Linked DNA regions of Gossypium hirsutum: region 2 is linked to region 1. A link is a contact called in public Hi-C data. All regions are on one chromosome and are shown on one strand. The core of a region is the stretch at or near the end of the contact, and the rest is flanking DNA. Distances in the headings are between cores, read along the strand shown. Region 1 has its middle 19 kb from the start of LOC107899539. Region 2 holds the start of LOC107898250 (protein ZW2).

The links. Hi-C and Micro-C count contacts between places; a contact is called where the count stands out from the background.
Region 2: a contact with region 1 is called in a Hi-C map of leaf, with 2.2 times the contacts expected there. The contact joins the promoter of LOC107898250 here to the enhancer-like site in region 1. A contact is called at or near these places in 3 of 34 Hi-C or Micro-C datasets (fibers and leaf).

Annotation. Positions count from the first base shown.
Region 1 is chrD04:48,410,349-48,414,598 of Gossypium_hirsutum_v2.1, reverse strand. No RefSeq gene overlaps it. Among protein-coding and RNA genes, the nearest start is that of LOC107899539, 19 kb to the right of the region's middle. Within about 2 kb of position 2,233, at least 2 of the 9 cell types and tissues checked have an H3K27ac peak or open chromatin away from gene starts, as enhancers often do. A contact at or near this core is called in leaf, where this site is marked.
Region 2 is chrD04:48,623,278-48,627,775 of Gossypium_hirsutum_v2.1, reverse strand. It overlaps LOC107898250 (protein ZW2), which reads left to right and starts at 1,780. Exons shown (of 2, transcript XM_016823777.1): 1 at 1,780-1,864; 2 at 2,597-3,288. The coding sequence starts at 1,780. The coding sequence ends at 3,288. LOC107899544 (phosphoinositide phosphatase SAC8) reads left to right here. Exons shown (of 20, transcript XM_016825293.2): 15 at 1-83; 16 at 174-246; 17 at 344-437; 18 at 523-609; 19 at 738-830; 20 at 925-1,141. The coding sequence ends at 975.

The sequences.
Region 1 (4,250 bases), core at 984-3,483:
GTATATAGTTCAACTACATTATTTGTATATAGTTCAAAATTAAATATACTACTAAATAGAAATCGACTACGTTATTTGCATATAGTTCAAAATTAAATAAATACATACCTCCGCTTTCGATCGTTGGTCTAATAAAAGCCGTATATCTTAAATCTCGGTAGATAATCCCACGTGACTCGGTACATGGTTCCACCTATTTAAATAACTTATTAGCATAAAAATTTAAATTTAAATCAATTTAATCGTGAGGATATCTACTGAATTTTACCTTGTTACAAGTGGGAATGTATACGGGTAGTTCGCTCGAGGACATAAAAATAGAAATCGAAACCAAGCCCATGATTGTAGGAGTAAAAGGCAACCACCAATTTTGATTTTCGCTGGTTATGTCACCCGACACATTTTCCGGCACAATTTCGCCAACACGGCGGACCCCCAACTGAGTTCACCTGCTCCTCTAAAATCGATGAGTTTTGGCAATCACCTTAGATGGACGAGATTTCATGATTTATTCAACATCAGGATACCCCCGATGATCTAAATGATGTATGCCCAAGCATATCGTTCTCTTTGGGCTTCAGTTGAATCCTCAACTAGCTCTGCAAATTTTTTTTGTATCCAAGGCATTTAATCCGACCTCAGTAAATCGTCTCTAGAATCGCACCCAAAAGATCTAAACATACGGCTCCTCAATCAGCAGACTGAATAGACCCGGTGACTACTAACTCGTCCACGGATAACCCCAACTATAAATGTACGTCCTCTAGAGTGATAGTACACTTGCCGCATGAAAGATAGAATGTGTGTGTCTCGGGTCTCTACCTCTCCACCAACGCGCTTATAAGTTTCGGGTCCAACTTACACCCCCGGCTACAAAGGCTACGTACCAAAAATCGACTTCCCTCAATTATGTTTTGATCAATGGTGATGGAGGACCGGGTAGATTACGAATATGACATTGTAAAATTCAATCTTCCGCCTATTTACGTAAAAATTATAAAAAATATTAAGTTAAAATATAACAATGAAATAAAAAATTAAACAATATTAAAATTTATTAAAATTTATTCTTACCATTTGCATTTGGTTGACGGAGATGTGCTTGTTATCAAGATGGATTAGAGACCCGACCATTGCTAAATTATATTAAATGCAAACAAATTTTTAATAAAAATTTATTTATTAAAAATATTAATAAATAATAATAAATAGAATTTAGATAAACATAGAATTTAGGGAAAAATTTAAGAGAGATTTTGAGAGATTTTTTAGAGTTCATTGAGAAATTTGAAAGATTTTTTAAGAGAGAATTAAAAGAGAATTGTAAGGAATGTGAGTGAGAAGAAGGTGTTGGGGGGCAACGGCTATTTAAAATAGCAGTTGAAAGTGACCGTTGGGGGGGAACGCGTTGACCTGGACGCGTTTTATTGGTCAGGAGGGAAAAAAGTGTTGAGTTGGACGCGTTTTTCTGATTTTCCCTTGAAAATGTCACTAGCTCGGCGCGTTTTTGTATTTTCAGCTCATTTTCATTATTTTAAATAAAAGTGGCCCATTTCTGTAATTTTTTTTTAAAAATGGGCATTTTCTGGTATATTAGTCATAAACATTGGTAGTATTCTTTTCTTAAGGTTCTAACTTGGCATGCTGACTAAACTGTTTTCATATGATGAGGCATGTAGTTAACAGAAAACAAACATGTTAAATTGACAATTTATTTATGAAAGATATTAATAATGTTATGATTGGATTATGATTTTTAAATCGTAAAAATAAAAAGATCTAATTTTGAAAATTAAAATATAGAGATTGAATCTCAAATTTTAATGAAGTATAGAGACCGACAACAGATTTTGACCCAAAAAAATATTTTTATTTTGATCTTTTAATCATATTTTTAGAAAAAAAATTCATTACCTAATTGTTACCGAAAATTTTAAAATTAAAATTATGTAATATGATTTGAATATAAATGTTTAAAGTGTGCATATATATAGGTATGCATGTGGTGGGGAAGCTATTGGTTTTTATTTTATATATTTAATTATTAAAAATGAGAAATATAGAGCAATTTGAAAAATAAAGTATAATGAGGAAATTTCATGAACACAGATGGTTGGTCAAAACTCAAAAGAGAATATAAAGTTAATTCAAATGGGTCAAGTTTAATGCATGAAATAAAGCTTTTCTTATATATGGAAAGTCCACTTGGGGATATGGTAATGGGATTCAACACCACCACCCATGCCCAATAAATTCAAATTATAGACTTCTTTTTCGTCCTTTTGGGCCATTTGCCCTCAACTAAACCAAATCAACCCAACTTTTCATCATCATCACATCATTTTTTCTCTTTCATGATTGTCAAACTTTATTAAATCTTGAATTGATGTAAAATCAACTAAACTGATTGAATTAGATAAAAAATGTCAAAAACTATGTGAATTGGACTTAAAAAGCTAATTTTATTTTTGCTATATATGCTATACATTAAGTCCTTAATTGAGTTGGTGTGACGAGTCAACTAAGTATCAACTTATGTAGGTAATAGCTAAAATATCATTATTTTATAAAGTATATTATATTGTTTTGGGGAGTGTTTTTTATTTACATTTTATAGAAAAATATGCGCACATAATAGGATTTAAACCTAAAACACTATAATTTTTAACATTTTTTCTTAACCATTTCAAACAAAATCTTATTTTTTATAAATATATTTTTTAGTATAATTTTATTTTTCACCCACATCGTGCTATAAATTGAAAATAAAAATCTTTTTAAAAATCTTATTTTGTAATAGTTGAACTAGTGATTTAATAAGTTGAAAAGAAAATCAATAGTGAATCTATGGTTTACAATATAGTCCTTGAATGAAGTTTACTTGCAATTTTATCTGCTCCAGAATTCTTAAACTGAGCTTCCTTATGTCAGTTTGCTTCATCAAAATGGTTGATGCACTTCTATTTAAGATGGTCGAGGAGAATATCTGTCAAACAAAACAAAGGTGTGTATAGTAAAACAAAAAATAAATGCTCGAGTGAAGAAGTGGAAGGTGGTAAAACGATTGTTAGGAAACATAGTTACCCTGGGTCCGAAAATATATATATCTATAATTTAACCCATTTACCATCCCTAAATTTTTTATTTTGATTGTAATATAATAATTATAAATGATGCTGATGCAAGTGTTACGAGATTAGAACTTAAGTTTCGTAAATTATGTAACTTCAAACGATTTTTTTATTTTAAATTTGTTTAAATTAATTTTACTCTCGAAAGATGAGAATTTATAAATAAAAAAATTACGGCATTGAAATAAAACGTAAACAAACATAAAAGATAAAGAAATACAAATCAAACAGAAAAGTTACAAGAAAGTAATGCAAATAAAGTATTTGAATAAATACTCTCAAATATATTCAATAACTGTAAATAGAAGGATTACAAATGAAAGGAAATTTTTTTATTTATACTTGAACTCCTCCAGATCTAATGATATAGTTTAAAGTACATCCACGGTCGGAATCAAAGCTAATCTACAAATTGAGATTCTTAAAGAAATTTTTCAAGATCTCCTAAGATTACTTTACATATTTCTCCTATAACTCTAATTTTATTTGAGTGTTTCATTGAACCACCAAAACTTTAAATAAATGAACTTCTTTACATATTCTACGAATCAAATCAATTCAAATCAATTAAATAAATTATATTTAATCAATTAATCTCCATATGACATTACATGTATAATGATCACAAACTTTAATCTATGATGTGTGATACAAGACATGAGTTGACATATTCAAAATACCCATTTCATAGAGATTGAAAATTTGAAATAGTCGTCTCCCAATATTTCAATGTACCCTTTCAGTTTCCTTTCAAAAATTAAAGCAAAGAAAAAAGAAGGGAAAAACCTAGTCAAATCCCGACCCAAAAGCTGTCCCATTTTGTCTTGGATGTCGTAAGTTTGTTTAAATTAATTTTAACGTGGTTATTAAAAATAATGAGACCAAGATAATGATGAGATCGATGCTGAATTTTTTGTATGGTTCCCCCATATATTAAATACGAAATTTTATGTAACTTGTTCCGCTAAATGCCAACACTATACATATATAATTGTTATTGAGAAGAGTAAAAGTTCCCCAACACCCAATAGCTTCAATCAATTTGTCCTTAGCTTCACCCTCACGAATGGCTTCTTCCCATATCTATACCCGCATGACACCTCATTTACCTCACTATAA
Region 2 (4,498 bases), core at 531-3,030, 210 kb before region 1:
CATCCAATTGCAAAGGCTTGGGGTATTTACTTCTACCGAGTACATTTCTATGTTTCCGGAAGATTATGTGAAGTTCAGAACATGTAAGTTATTTTGCATACCATTGCTAACTTTCTTAGTTTAGGACTTGATGTCCTTTTATACATACTAAATGCTTTCTTCACTTATGTTAGTGTGGGCTGAGCAAGGTGATGAGATAAGTCTTGAATATGCTGGGACTCATGCACTGAAAGGGGATCTTGTTAGGTATACATGGGATTTGAAGTCAATGGTTTGCAAAGAATCAGTATCCATTTCATTGTTACCATTTGTGAATGCTTTTGTATGACAATAATTTCTGTAGATACGGCAAACAGACAGTAGCTGGATTTATAAAAGATGGAATGAGTGCGTTATCAAGATACTATGTGAACAATTTTCACGACGGAATTCGGCAGGCAAGCTCCCTCTTTCATCTTTCCCGAATCTCAATCAAGGAAATGTAATAGACCCTTATTCTAAAACAAGTTTGATGTTTCTCAGGATGCATTGGATCTTGTAAGTGGTCGTTATACTGTCAGTAAAAGTAATCCTTCACCATTCCAGCTAAACAGTTTCGAATCCTTCTCTGTAAGTTCATCATTTTCCATTGGTGTTTAATAATTAAAATATTAATGTAAAAGAATATCAATCACTTGCCCTTTTTATATGTTATATTTTTCATTACAACCTAATATAAAGGTAATTGAAAATGGCAGTATCTTCCAGTGGCATCAGCTTTGCTGATAGGAGGTTTGACACTGACAACCTTCTCACTTCAGCAAGGTATCCCTCCTTGCCTTAAAAACAAGGTTGTAATGTAACTTGTTCCTTTCTTTTTAGTAATTCTGTTAACTAAAAGTGTTGACACTCTTTTTTTTTTGCCTCTCTTTTTAACATGTGTAGCGGCTCGAAACGCACAGCATTATGTGTCTTCCGTTGTCTGGGCTGGAGTGACTGCTGGAGCGATGGCTTTAGTCAAAGCTAATGGAAGGCAGTTTTGTTCTAGGCCTCGCTTGTGTCGCCTCTTGTAAACTACTCTTAGCTTCAAATTGATAAAATTTTACTCTTACTGCTATACATACATATATATAAATATATATGTGTTCTTTTATGATTTCAATATTCGTTGCATATAAAATCATAGTTTTATTCTTGGTTTGGATTAAAAATTATAAAATAAAATTTCAAAAATTCAGACCATCATTGTTGGTTTATGTTTCGAACAGATATTTCAATATCAAACAAAGGGTCATATTATGGCTGGTTGACGTTTCTCCACTATATTCAAGTTCTATGTACTTTGTAAGAAAGAAAAAAAAGAAATTCTATGTACTTTAATTTAGGGTTGGTATTTAGAAAGTTGAAAAATTGTCAACTCTTTCTTATTTTCTTTATTTCCTACAATCACGTGGAGTTTTTTAATTTGTAAATTTAAGATAATTTGATCTTTTATTCTTATAATATCAGTAATTAACTGAAAAAATAAACGGTATTAATACTGTTAATTATTCCTATTAATATAATGACAGATCTTTCTTAAAAAGGCTTTTATTGATAAAAAAAAAAGGCTACATTCAATAAAAATGGACATAGTTAAGAATTTTTAATTATTCAAAATAAGAAATAATATTATAAAAATAAAAACTTGTAAACTAAATTTCATATGAAATATAGTAGGAGGAGTAAAAACATAATTCGTATAGCCTTTTATTAAGATGAAGAGAAAACCTGGTAACTTAATATCATCCATTGAAAGAAATGACTTTGGATTACCGTGAAGTGGAAGCCTCGTCCGCCATGGCTACCTGCTGTGAACGCCATCATCGACCAGGACGAGCTGCCAGTGATAAAAATAAAACGAAACATATTCCAGCTCATTGGTATTTATCATTGGTTCACTTTTCATGTAAGTCTGAAATGTTAAAATACCAATGAGTTGGCATCTACTTCCTACTTGTCTTCTTCTTGTCCCTCCACTTCGCACCCTTCAAAGACGTGTCTTTCTTAAACAACTAGAAAGCACCTACAACCAAAACATATCTTTCTTGGGTAAACTCCATTTTGGTTAATGGCGAAACAGGTAAATGAAAATTATTTTCACCATGTTGAAAACGTGCTCCTTAATAATCCTGGCTTGACGATAAAACTCACCGAACCTGTCATTTCTCAACCCGTGCCTGTGCCTCCCCCCTTTCACCCCCCTCTCATTTTGTCTCTTGAGTCGGTTGTCTTTTAATACAAAAGTTAGCCTCTATTCATCCCCTCTCTCTTTTTCCCCCTTACAAACTTCAAGACAACACCAATATGTAATAATATAAGGTACTCCCCTGCCCCCTTTCCCTTATCTGTATTTCACGCCAAATTTTCACACGTCTCCTATGATCATCGTCTTCTTCTTCTTCAACCATCTCATTAATCCAAAAAAAAAAAAAAACAACAGCTGCTAATTAAGCACCTTCACCAGGCCTAAAAAGAGAATTACTTTCCCACCAAGCAAATAAAAATACCATATTTTTGCTTTACTCTCTTCTTCATTGACATTGACTTTTTGTTTTTTTGGTTGGTATGAGTCCAGGAAGCGGCGCCAGCACTAGCCGCGATGGTGGTTCCTTCGATACGTTCTTCGAGGGTTGGCTGGTGCGCCATGAGCATTACTTAGAAGAGTTACTCACTACTCAGCAACAATGCCGTGAATATCCGGGGGATGATGTGAAGGACCTTATAACCAGAGTGCTCTCCCACTACCAACAGTACTTCGAAGAGAAATCTCGCGTGGCGCAACGCAACGTTTTCCTTGTTTTTGCTCCGACCTGCTTATCTTCCTTAGAGTGTGCCTCGCTTTGGATAACGGGTTTCAAGCCAGGGTTCGCGTTAAGGCTAGTTTTTAGCTCCGTACAAGACCTGTCTCAAGAGCAAAGCGAAAGGATAGAGAGGTTGATGGAGGAGACCAAGGTTGAAGAAAGGGTGCTTAATGACGAGTTGGCCAGGGTTCAAGAGAGCGTAGCGGCTCCTCCTTTGCTAGAGATGGCTAGGAAACAAGCACGGCGGATGAACGTGGAAGGTGGAAGGGAGGAAGCACTGCTGACGTTGAGGAAGGCGTTAGAGGAAGTGGTGGCGGGAGCTGATTTGTTGAGGATGACGACAACAATGAAGGTGGTGGAGATACTGAAACCAGAGCAGAACGTGAGGTATTTGACAGCTGCAACGCAGTTGTTCCTTAATCTTAGAAATTTGGGGTTACAAAAGGATGCCAGCACAAAGGGATGAAAGAAACAATGGTTATTGAGATCATAACAGTGAGGCACACAGTACAGATAGTTTGTATATGATAATATCTCTTTTTTTGCAAGTATTTGTTTTGTTGGGGGTGGGGGTTATAATGAGTTTTTGACAACTTGAAAGACTTAACGGCCATAGTTACTAATTATTATACATCGGCAGGCAAAAAAATGCTTGAGAGGCAGTGCCTGCATGCTTTCCCACGGTGGTAATTCATATAGTTGCATGAATAAGGCTTAAGAACCAGCACCATGTATATTAACTATAATTCTACGCACTAACTGGAAATTATCAGCCAATTAAGAGAATTTTGAACAATGCGCAATCCAATCTTGGATTCAATCTTTCTTCTTTCCATATCCAACATAATAAACTATATGAGGTTTTCATTCAACTTAAGAAACCATTTAAAACTCCCATTTCCAACATATTTGCAGCTCTTTTTTCCCTGCCTTCTTTACTTACCGTGCTTAGGGTGAAAAGTAAAAGCAACCGAAAAATACAAAAGAATGGAAATGCGGGGTATCGATCCCCGTACCTCTCTCATGCTAAGCGAGCGCTCTACCATCTGAGCTACATCCCCAATTTGACGTCAATTTAAAGCCTATGACAAACTTACCGTCAACGAATCCAAAATCAGAAATTCGCCAAATGGGCCGTTTGCTAGGTTCGGTTCGGTTCGCTTGTATTATTATTTTTATATTATTTTTAAATATATATAATACATAAAAATATTAAAATAAATATTTTTTAATAAATTGAAAATAAATTTTAAAAAAATATGTATACTTAAATAACACTAAAATAAATATAATTTAACAAGCAAATACCTCTAAAATAATAACAAAATTAACAATAAAATAAGTGTTATATAATATTCAAATAATAACAACAAAACAGTAGTAACAAAATAGTGAAATGGTAGCAAAATAAGGAAAAACAATAACAAGAAAATAGAATTAAAATAACAAAAAATAACATATTTTTTTGTCCTTTTGTGAATTCGAGCCAGGTCTAGGCTAAAAATACCTTACCTGAGGTTGGACCGTTTTTTAAACGGGTCTTTTTTTTTGCCCAAGCTCATTTTTTGGGCCTATATTTTTGCCTAAACCCTTTCACTTTTCGGGCGAACCTTATATGATGCGGGGGAATTATTATCTTGTGGTTTTATTTTCATCACCTAAATAAAAATATTTTT